Regions from separate parts of the Gossypium hirsutum genome. Here region 2 is linked to region 1. A link is a contact called in public Hi-C data. All regions are on one chromosome and are shown on one strand. Each heading gives the region's core, a stretch centred on a gene start, on an enhancer-like site or on the middle of the called end of the contact. The rest is flanking DNA. Distances are from core to core; before and after follow the strand shown. Region 1 holds the start of LOC107950745 (ethylene-responsive transcription factor CRF1). Region 2 holds the start of LOC107950750 (COP1-interactive protein 1).

Region 1 (5,888 bases), core at 1,406-3,905:
TGAATATATATTATCTTTTACATGTTCAATTGAGTTGATGTCACCCATTAATCAATTCCAGTTTAGTTGAAAAATTATCAAAAGTTCATTCTTTCTACAAAGTAATAAATATTACTATGAGGGTGATTTTGTCTTCTTTATTTTATTTTATTTTATTTTTCATATAAAAGCTAAAAAAATATACACATAATAAAATTTGAACCTAAAATCTTAATTAGTTTCCTAAATCAATAATCTAGTTAACTCACTAGGTTGTACTATAGGATTGCAACACTAATTTTCTTCTTAATCATGTTTACTCAGTTAATACATCAAATTGATACATCCACCACATCTATACTATATATAACGTGTTTAACTGAATTTGTGTTATAAGTCAAGTTGACACCAACTCAATTAGAAGAATGCTCAAAATCCATTTTTAATAAAATAATATATTTATCTTTTACTATTTTTATATGAAATATTTAAATAAAACAACTAAAAACTAAATCTCGATTTATTTATAATCACTTTATTTGTCTTACCTTTTAATTCAACTATTGGTTATTTTTTTTATAAATATAATTTTAGTACTACATTTTTCATTCACTCATATTCTAAAATCTGAGTTTTCGTTTAAATTAAAATATTTAATAGTGTAATAACTTTTTAAAGTAAAACATATTTGACCCGTTACACATCACGTGTGACCTTCAGTTCATTAAGAATTTAAGTTCTAGAACATTTATTGTAGTATTACCCAAAAAGAAAAAACCTTCCAATATGTTCCACTCACGTGCAGCAACATGTGCCTTCGTAAAAACAACAAGAACAACGAAAAAACATAAATGACAGCCCTCTCAGACAAGGAAACACGTAGCCTAACTAGTCCGTCACCGTTACTGTGACGGAGATGTTTAATTACTCTCATTAGCAATTAATAAAAAACATAAAAATTATCTGAGAAATAAAATAAATTAAAAAACACACACGGTATTTTCAGTTCCCGCCGATACAAAACTTACCGTAAAACCGGCATTACACGAGGGGTAAAGAAGGAAAAGAACAATAAAAAAAAACACTGTCAAAAGGCTAACGGAGGATCCGACCCGAACAAATCCCCGATGTCTTGGAAATGATCATCTACATGTGGCCAGCTCGAGAAGGTACCAAACCCGAATTCGAAATCCCCACCCGAACTCAAATACCAGTAACCAAAATCATCTTTCAAAAACCCTTCGTGTAAACTTGTATGATCGTCGAACAAACTCGGCACCGAACTGAATATGTCGCCGGGGAACAAGGATGAATGTTCGGAGAAATCCGATAAGTTTTCTCCCGATATGCAGCAAGAATCGTCGGGGACGTCTCGAGGTCGGTTTCTGGTTTCGCGCGATTTTTCGAAGCTTTGAGAATCGACTTCGTCGATGGAAAGCGAAGGGCAACGGAGAACGGAAGTCGGAGAGCAAAGGTAACTGTTGTGTGATTCTTCGCCGGAGTTGTAATCGGAGCTGGATAACTGTTTTTGGCTGATGTTTTCGTCTTTCATCGGAGGAGTTGTAAAGTTGGTGAGCGCGTCCTGTCCACGTAGCTGAATAGCCGCTTTGTCGTAAACCATTGCTGCTTCTTCGGCGGTGTTATAGGTACCTAACCATAACCGCACACGTCTTAACGGATCTCTTATCTCCGCTGCCCATTTTCCCCAAGGTCGTTGCCTTACCCCTCTAAACTTCTTCCCCGCCGGTACTTTCGCCGCCGCTTTAACTTTTAACTTCTCCGCCGCCGGCTTTTTTCGAACACACCTCGACTCTGTGGGATTTGTTGACTCAATGGTAATCTCGTTGACGAACTTCTTGACTCTGTTCCTCGAACGACGTCGTATCATTCGTGTTTCTTCTTCATCGTCGCTAGAAGAATCAGTAGCATCAGCATCAGTAACTGAAATTCGTACAATTCGAGGCTTCATTTCTGGCTTATTCTCGACTCTTCCATTTACCAATGGCGAAAGGAGCTTAGTTTCATTGCGATGCTCAGTGTATTTGATTAAAGAAACTGAACAAGGATCCATTTTTTCTGGGTTTTTCTGGTTTTTTTTTTGTGGTGTTAAGTAAGAGTATGAAGTGAGATAAAAAGGAAGATCAAAAGGAAAGAGATTCCTTTGAGCTTTGAGAGTCGAGACACGAGGAGAATAAAGGGAAAGCTGAAGAACTAAAAGAAAGAAAGAAAGAACAACCACGTTAAAGAGAAGCTTGAAACGAAGAGAAATCCACCATTAATCTCTTCATCAAAAAGTTCATCAAACGACGAGAAAACCAAGAGTGAGCCAAAAAAGACGAAATTTTTGTAAGCAAAAAAGTTGCAGAGCTTAAAAAAAAAAGGGGATAGCAAACGCAAGCAAATGGCTTTTGTGGAAAAAGAGATAGAGAATAAATATCTCTCTCAGAAAAAAAAAAGAACAGTGCTGTTCACAGTCACTTAACTAAGAGCATAAATTAGCTATTTTTTGGTAACTTTGGAATCTAAGTCTTAAAAGAAATAAAGAACCCAACTTGATTTTTGAGGATACTTGGTCCAGAAAAGTAAAAAGAAAGAAGAAATGTTATGGAGAGGGACCAGAAAATTTGATAAGAAAGAAGAGTGAAGCAGAGCTGAAATATGAAAACAGAGTATTCAACTTGTCTCTATATATATTCCACTAATCAAGTTGGGTTTTTTAATTGAAGGTAACTCATTTTGATTATATAAGTTAAACAAAAGAGAATTTTTTGCAGACAATTATATAATAATCGTGGGTTCATTTGCCGTTTTGTTTGATTTTCGGGTTTGGATTATTTCTCAACTATTAGTGTTTAGACAGATATGTATGGTGTAATCCAGTTTGTTGATATTGATGAAAATTTTTGTAATTATTTCTCCCAAAGGTTAATGAAAACACTACGAATAACAACAATGACCAGTCATAATAATGGTTACGTCTTAACTTAATCATCATTAGCTATTAAATTTTGTATTCCAAACTGGCCGTTCACGTTTCAATTGTAATACCGCTTTTATTAACTTCTTCAAATTCATCTTTAATAGTCTTAGCTCAGTTAGTATTGATATTATTATTAATATAAGAGAATAAGAGTTCAAATGCGGTCAACCACTTTTATTCTCCTATTTAAAAGGATTATAAATAATTCTAAACACTTTGTATAAAAATAATTATTTCGAAATCTACTTAAAGAATAATTGTGTTCTTCAAATTGATTTTTCCAAAAATTAATTGAAAATTTGTATTGTAATGAAATTTGATGGAAGTACCTATTGAAGCCATAATTGATGTATGAAATATACGTTTCTTTGAATAGATGAAAAGGAAGTAGCATGCCTAACTACACACATTTTTTGAATTTTCAAATAAGCAATTAAGTGTTGAAGATATTTTATGCCATTTTTCAAGATAATTTTTCACTCGAGGGAAAAAAATATTATAAAACATTCAAATGTCTGAATACTAATTATCCATCAAATTTCAAACAGTATTCTTCAAGATTTTTCTCTTCTTCTTTTTTTTTTCTTCTAATTTGGCCCCTTGTTTCCTTTTATGATTGTTAGGTTTCTTTTTCGACTGTCTCTATCGATGTCAACTCTAAAGCTCTATGAATCTAATAGCTAGATTAATACCGGCGTCCTTAGGTTTTCTTCGTTTTTCATGTTAGGGTTCATGGTGGCTTTTGACACTTTGTTTAGAGCCTGACTGCGACATCCGACATGGCATTCCATACTCAAGGTGTACATGTCGAAGGTGCAATGATGTTGCCTAACCTTATGTTACTTGCTGCTCTCTCTCTCTCTCTCTCTCTCTCTCTCTCCCCTCCTATTGGTGGTAGGTGCTAGAGTTGTTCATGGGTCGGACACCTAGCTTGATCTACTCGAAAAATAAGAGGTTCTGGGTAAAAATATAAGCTCGAAAAATAGGCTAGGGCAAAAAAAAGGCCTGCTTAGAAAATGGGTCAAGCCTCAGGTAACGTTTTTTGCCCAGCCTCAGACCGAATTTACAATTAAAAACCGCCAACTGTTTTGCTGCTATTTTCCCACTTTTTGCCACCATTTCACTATTATGTTACTATTATTGTGTTGTTAATGTTTGAATATTATATAACACTAGTTTTATCGTTAATTTTACTACTATTTTAGAGACATTTGCTTGTTAAGTTGCATTTATCTTAGTGTTATTTAAGTATAAATATTTTTTTAAATTTATTTTCAATTTGTTACGAAACATTTATTTTAATATTTTTAGTGTATTTGGTGTATTATATTTTTTAATTTTTATATAAAAATTAAATTTAAAAAATTAATATAGATGGTCAAGCCCGGATTTTAGCATTTTTATTCGGACCAGACTTGGACAAAAATTTAGGCCCATTTTTTTGGACTAGCTCGGGCTAAAATTTTGTTAGGGCCCAACCTGAACCCGACCCATGTACAACTCTTGTAACATCCCGGTTCTGGCGGATACAAGGTTTGGCGCATAGCTCTAAGGTAGTATGATTGGTGGAGTAGGCTCCGTCCGAGTGCATCTTTCAGCGTATAGAGCGGGCGTGTATAGTTTTGTGGTTAAGTTAATAAAGATTCCTTGTCAAGTGGCTATGATAGTTAGAATAAGATTAGCGACCAAGTAAAATTGATACCAAGAATATGAGTTCAATTCAGGGATAGTACACCATTTAATTGTGGCATTATGGAAGTTAAGTTGCTAGGTAAGCTGGTTAGGAACAAATTGAATGTGAACCAGAATAGTTAAAAGAATACTCAATTAGGTTTCTCGGAAGTTGTAGACTTTTGATAAGACAATTCATTAATGATGTGACATTTATCAAGTTCCAATAAGAACTTATATTATAATAATAGATATTCAAATTTAGGAAAGGGGAGTTTTCTTCTTCTTTCTTCTAAGACAAGGTTATCTGAGGCTTAAGGAACCGAAGGTATTTCTCTAAGCTGAAGTTGAGATTCTGAATTTTATAAGTGATTGCTCCATGTTAAAGGAAGTTTTATGACTCTACATGTTATGCTATGGAAGAGTAGGTCTGTAAGAATGCATGAACAGTAAGATAAAGAATTAATGCTTAGTATAAGGCTTATTTGGGTTTGTGATGATGGTAAAAGTCACGAATGAGTTTTAATAGTGTTCTTCTGATTTATAAGCAGTGGTTGCTACAATTCCTTGTTGGGTTTAGAGTTCAAGTTGCTGCTCATGGTTGTCAGGTGACTCCTTAAACTAACTCCTGCATGTATATTGTTTATGCTAGATATTTTTGTAGAAATCGAATAAACTATGAAACCGACTTCAGAAAAGTATAATATGAATTTTTGCTGGGTCTTGCATGTGTAGTCTACATTGAATCTGACAAGTTAAGTATGTGATAAGTATTTTGATCATGAAGTATGATTGTATGAGCATGAATGGAATGTATGTGATAAGATATGAGTTAGTCGGGTGTTGTTAATGGATTAAAGTGTGAAGTTTTAATAGTATCAATGCATGAAGTGTCGGTCAAATAAGTCTGTGTCTGTTCACCATGGTGGAGTCTAAAGAGGTCCGTCATGACTTTAAACATGATATTTGAAAAGAAAAGTCCATGGCATTTTCTGAAAGGAACTAAAGGACGGTGATCTCCCAATTGGATTCTTTGCGTGTCTCAAGACAATGATGAGCAAACCTCACGTAATATGAGTTTAGGAAAATGGATATCATAAACATGTCAAGAAAGAAAAGCCTTTGTGGCGTAACATGAAAGAAAAGCCTTTATGGCGGAATATGAAAGGAATGACTTTGCGGCGAACTCCGTAAGGAACGCTTTCATGGCGCACTTTTAAGAATCATCCTTGTGGCGAACAATGAATCAATAGCCCAT
Region 2 (6,356 bases), core at 1,539-4,038, 150 kb before region 1:
TTTTGATTTTTCACTCTCTGATCTTTCAGATTCAAGCTTCAGATTTTCTATGGTTTCCTCTGCTTCTTGAACCTTGCTTAAAGAGGCTAGATAATCTGAATTCAAAGCATCTTTTTCTTCACTTGTAGCTGTCAGCTTCCTTTTCAGGTCAGCAATTTCCAGATTTGCTTCCTCAAGTTCTTGTTTAATGCCGTCAGCTATTTTCTGAAATTCGCTTTCCAATTGTCCATTTTTACTGTTTCTGTCTTTCGAAGAATAATCAGAGTCTGAATCTGAACTTGACGAGGACAAGGCATCTTTTTCTCGTTTTCCATGAACTTTTTTCCTCAGCTCCCCTGTGAGATGATCATATTGTTCATATAGACTTTGGTAGCGTTTGTGGAAATCCTCAATTAACTGGACAAGCGGTTCCTTCTTGGAGTCATTTTCTTCATCTTTGATGAGCTTCAATATTTTTGTCACCTTGTCATCAATTTCTGCAGTGAAGAGAATAAAACATAAACGGAAAATCCTGTTAAATTGAGAGCGGTAGCATTTCAGAACATCCAAAAAAAAAGACATTAAAATGTAGAACAATTACCTATTTTACTTCCTTTAAGCAGTTCATCCTTTTCTGGATCAACATGATGCCCAAAGAAGGACTTCATAGACTCCCTAAAACGATGCTTTCTCATCTTAGTTAGATTACCCAACAAATTTTGCTCAGCAAGTGTGCGTTAAGACAAGGCAAATCTCCATCTTGAGCATAAAATCTGACAAGCAGGATAAAGGTTAATGACGCTCTAAGTTTTCTCATGCCATATCCATTTACTTACACTCAGATACGAATGTTGAACACAATGTTTCAAGAAAAAACAAATAGTCAAAACAACAATTCTCAAGATTTAAACAGTAGACCCTCCTTTAATACTCAAAGAGTCTCGAGTCAGTCCGTCATATTCTATACAGCATGTTCTTTAATAAACAGGGTTAAAATTACTAAATCCCAAAGTATTGCATTGTAAACAGGGTTAATTCCGAACAATCCTGAAAGATCAACAACAAAATCCACCAATATTTTGTTTCCATGATCTCAAATCATTAATGCCTACCTTTTCTATCTTTTTCACCTACTAAGCAAGTGAACATTAAGTTTTCAATAAATGCTAATTCACAAACCTCTCCTACAAAGTTATAGAATGTAAGGTATAATGGTCCAAGAACCAGTACCATACATGGGCCGAAAATGGTTTACTACTGTTGAATTGTCCTGTCCTCATGTTTAATCGTGTGATACTTGACATATGAATTTGATAGTCGATAATTCATATAATACAAATTTCGAAATTGTCTGCTTGAATGAAATTTATATAGAATTAAGATTTGATGCAACGGTATATAATTTTATGTATTGTCAATGAATCACATATTTGCACATCATCTAAAATTTTTAAAAATAAATCCACTTATATTCATTTTTAGATGATGTGTCACTGCATCAAATATAAATCCATTATGTCTTGTTTAATTTAATTTATTTATATTGCGTAATCCTATCATGTCTATCACTATAATCGTTACTCCCTTACCACAGACAACCAATGAAATCAACTATCCTAACACATAAAAACTTCCAAGCAGAAAGAAACAATTGAAATATCAAATCCAAGCTCTTTTTGTTTTTGTTTTTGTTTGGGGTAATCAAGCTCAAAATGACAATCTAAAACCAACAAAAAAGAATTTTCTAATTTTTAAGCATGCTAATAAACAAGACTAATGATTTTAATTATATTATTACAAGAAACAAAAACGTCGTCGTCGTAACCGAATGGATATCTTATCATCAGTATCACCCATTCGTAAATTTGATAAATTGATTTGGAAAAAGAAAAGGTCAGCTGTTCTTCTTTTTTTTTTCGAAACATACGGTAATTCCCAGTCAATTTATCACTCAATTACTCAAAAACCTTTTATAGTATAATATGAAAAAGAGGAAATACTATTGCTAAAATTTAAAAAGGTAATAAACTGTAACTGTAACAAAAAAAAAAAACTCGTTAAAAAATAAACAGTATTATTCACCTGATTCTTCCTCTTCACCTTGTTCTCTCAGTCTTGCTTATGAAGCTTTGATAAGTTTCTACAGAAGCAAATAGATATTTTTTTAGTTCAAATCTAAAGAGAATGAATTTAACATTAATAATCGAATCTAAGATGATGTAAGCAAAAAGTTCAAAAAGTAGAAAAATCTGGAAGATTTTTGAAAAAGGCAAAAAGAAAAAAGTGAGGAAGAAGAAGAACTTCATTTACTTGAATTCAAATTCATGATCTCAAATCATTTTCAATTCTATTTCTTAAAAAAATCAAAACCACGTGGATTTTTGGGAATCTATATACACTAATACAAGAAAATTTTCAACGAGGAAAAGAGAATCCTAAGTTAGATTTATGTTTAAGAAAACGAATGGATGAAAGCTTAATTTATTTTACAAAAATCATGAAAAAAAACACAGATAACTAAAATTGAACTACTAAAGATCAAAGATTTCGATAAAAACTAGAGTTTATGTAATCGAAACAGAAACTACAGTGGTGAAAAATCATTTGATAATCAAAGATTACCTCTGAAGCAGAGCTATAAGGCTTGATTACGAAGAAGAACCAGAAAAAAATCTGAGAAAAGAGAGGCTGTGGGTTGTTTTTTTTTTTTTCCCTCTGAATTGAGAAAAAAAATTAGCAGTGAAAAGGAATAAATGGAGAAAATGAATTTGTTTGTATTAGATTTAGAGAGTGCACTTTCCTGAGCCAGTTTGTAGCTTTAGATTGAATCTTTGGAAATTCTTTTAATAATAATTAATTAACTTACCCTTCCATTTATTATTTATTGCAGTTATACCCTTCTATTCCCTTCAATTTCTCGTCAGAAGAAAACGCGAGATGATTTGATTCCTTTTAATCGGAAAGAAATAATTAAAATTTTCCCGTGCTTTTTGGTGTTTTCAATTTTCGCATTTATTTGAATGTCGTTGACTGATAGTTACCGCAAAAATAAGGATTTTATTAATTATATTACTTATAGTAATAATTTCTTTTGACCCAGAAGCATTTATCATAATTAATACCATAATTTATAATTTTATTAACTATTTTTAAAGAAAATTCACCAATAAAATAAGATGAATATAGAATATAATAAAAAAATTAAAAATTGAATATATAAAAAATATATTCCAATTTTGATGGCCGCAGACCATGGATAAAATAATTACCATATTTTTAATACATTATTTAAATTACATTAGTGTTTTTTCTTTTTGGTGAATAAAATAAGAAATTTTACAATAAGTTAAAAAGGAAAAGTTACCTATAACTGTTAACTATTCTTCTTGTCAAACACCACCCTAAAAATATTCAATTGACCAAATATAAAAATCGATGAATAAGAATAAAACTAGATAAGAATGTAAGAATTTTCTTCTTTTTTTTTTACAAAAATTAATGAATAAAGTAAATAGACTTATTAGATGGAAACAATGTACTGGTGACAGTTCAGACAGTGTTACTTTCCTCTAAAAAAGAATGAATTTAAACATTTGAAAAGAAGAAGAAAAAATCTTAAATTTTAAAAAGTTCATATCTTTGTCTTGATTCTAACAGTCAACTTTGAGACCAATTCCTTGAGATAATCACAGTTGGTACGATGATAATCAATCAACAAACAAAGCTGCCTTATGGCTTCCCTCTTTTCTTCTTCTCGACTCAACAATGTCGCATCTTTTTCTTTATTAATCTTCTCCAATTCTCCCACTTTTTTCTCAAGCACACTCACAGCTTTCAATAGCTTCAACTTTTGTCCTTCTTCTGAATTCGATACCTTGTCATTTTCCCTTTTCTTTTCTGCATTATCTATCAGCTTCGTCAACTCAGTTTCACAAGTAACAAGCTTTTGTTTCAGTTCTTTGTTTTCTTGCTCTAAACTTTCTTTTATGTTCTTGTAATTCTCTTTGTTTTCGTAATGTGTTTTTTCAGCAACCGCGATCCTTAAGCACAGAAGACGGATGTTATCATTGAGTTTCTGGTAGAATTCTTGTGCTAAATTCCCCATCTTTCTTTCTATGTAATTTAACTTGTTTCCTGCAGATAATTGTTTGATAAGCTTTGGGTTACGTTCCATGGTTTTCCTAGTATGTTCTTCTATTTCTTTCATCATTCTCTGTTGGTCTGCAATCTGTAACTCCACTTGGTTTTTCTCCGTCACATGATCCAACTTAACCTCTGTACTCATCTGAGTTGTTTGTTTTTCCCTTTTAGTTTGGCAGTCCTCAAGTCTCCTCTCTCTAAATAGTGCTTCCAGTCCTAGAATTCTTGAATTCAGGTGAGCATTTTCCTCTTTCAATCGATTGATTTCATGAACATTACTCCTCAATTCATCTTTGGATGTAATTTTCTGTTTGCGTAGAGCATCAACCTCCGATTCCAAGTCGATCACCTGCACCTGTAAGCCTTGGTTTTCCTCTTTCAGAGTTTTCACTTGAACCTCTAATTCCGGCTTCATTACATTTCCTCTGGCTTCACATTGTTGGGCACGTAAATAGTCCACTTCCTTTTTCAGATTGCAGACCTGTGCCATTGAATTGTTGATTCTAGATGTTAGGTTCTTTTCATTTTCTTTGAGTTGCTTCATGAGTTTAGTTACTTCATCTCCTTCCTCCCAAACCGGCACATACATTGCGGTATTTGTCTCTCCTTGCTGTTTAGTTTCAGCTGTCTTACCATCAATCCCAACTTCAGAATCTCTTTTAGGCTCATCTTTGTTGATGGTTTCTATTTCTTCTGTTTTACTTGAAGCAGACAGATGACCTGAAGCTAAAGCTTCGCTCTCTTCGGTCTTAGAGGCCAATTGGTGCTTCAAGTCAGCATCTTCTTCATATGCACGATTAAGTTCTTCCTTGATGTTATCTGCCATCCATCTATGGAATCTTCTATCATTATCAAATGTTGTGTCAGTGTCATTTTCTCTATCCGTAGGGGAGTAATATTCTGAGTCTGAGCCAGATGAATAATAGGGATGACTTTCGTTTCCTTTTCCTTTTCCTTTGAGAACTTTCTCTACGGACTCTCGTTTAAGATGTTCATATTGCGCAGAGAGTGACTGGTACTGTCTGTAAAACTCCTCAACATGCCCAATAAGTTCTAGCTCCCTTTTCCTGCTTTTCCTCTTGATGAGCTTCAAGATTCTTTCTACTCTCTTTTCAACATCTGTGAAAAACAGGGAAATTCTGAATCTGATACATCAACATCAAATGAAATATGTATGGAAGAAAATGTTAAAACTCTTACATTATCTTAGTCAAAAGCACCTGAGATCTTACAGCACGGAATCAATACAACAACGAACGCAAATCAGGAGACTTGACAAAAGCAATTGACATTAAACAATGACAAAGAATTACTAATAAGCTGACAGTCATAACTCGTACGATACTAGAAACAGGATAATACTACAAGGCACTGTCAAGTTTTTCTCTAGAGGGCAAAGGTTATAAGCAGATTCCCAAACCTCGATTTTGAGGAAACATAAAAATGGTGAATGCAACACTACAGTTTCAATACAACTACTTGAGGATGACAAAGGGATTTTAACTTTTCACTGACTAGTGCCTAATCTTTAGCCAAAAATGCACATAACTTTGCAGACATGCATCCATTAAGATTTACATTGAGGAACAAAAAGAAAATGTGCCTATATTGGCATGAAATGGATATAGAAGTCTCGACTGCTGAATCCTTATCTCATGTTATCTTTGAATCTACAAAAATAATGTAAGAGGATGATAAAAGGAAGGTAACACGGGGGTATATTACCGAGGGTGCAAAATTTGGTTTTTCAGCCAAACAATGTGTGCATATTTTCGGGTTTTCATCAGCTTTTACAAACCTGGCTTAATCACTTCCACTTGCTCCATTGTTCTGAACTTTTGTGTATCAGGATAACAACCCTTAGAGGTCGTTGTCTGGCTTTTTTGCTTCTTCTCCAATATGAAATTTGCTGCGAACTTAAAGAATGGATCCCCAAGCCAAAAAATGCATGCTCCATCTCAAACACATCAAGCTAAATATCTGAAAATAAAGGTGACATAGCATTAGTAAATTATTTTTCACATTGACACATTCAAACATAACAAAGTCCTAAATCAAGCATATCCTCAAAAACAGCTTGTGCATTCACTATTTTTTTAGATGGTTTACACTTTATCCTTAGTTTTATTCCTCCCTAGCCAATACCAAAAATGTGCATTTCATCATAAGCAAAGTCATAAAAGAAGTAAGCTAATTCATCTTTTACACAAGAACGGTTCACCAGGCATTTAACCAAA

What was found. A called contact is a pair of places that touch in the nucleus more often than the background predicts.
Region 2: a Hi-C map of leaf shows a contact between it and region 1, with 2.5 times the contacts expected there. The contact joins the promoter of LOC107950750 here to the promoter of LOC107950745 in region 1. A contact is called at or near these places in 6 of 34 Hi-C or Micro-C datasets (anther, leaf and seedling).

What each region holds. Positions count from the first base shown.
Region 1 is chrD03:33,378,518-33,384,405 of Gossypium_hirsutum_v2.1, reverse strand. It overlaps LOC107950745 (ethylene-responsive transcription factor CRF1), which reads right to left and starts at 2,655. Exons shown (of 1, transcript XM_016885698.2): 1 at 739-2,655. The coding sequence starts at 2,050. The coding sequence ends at 1,067.
Region 2 is chrD03:33,523,630-33,529,985 of Gossypium_hirsutum_v2.1, reverse strand. LOC107950750 (COP1-interactive protein 1) reads right to left here and starts at 2,788. Exons shown (of 4, transcript XM_016885702.2): 1 at 2,602-2,788; 2 at 2,062-2,119; 3 at 581-752; 4 at 1-476. The coding sequence starts at 674. It overlaps LOC107950749 (COP1-interactive protein 1), which reads right to left. Exons shown (of 3, transcript XM_016885701.2): 2 at 5,918-6,099; 3 at 3,444-5,238. The coding sequence starts at 5,945. The coding sequence ends at 3,611.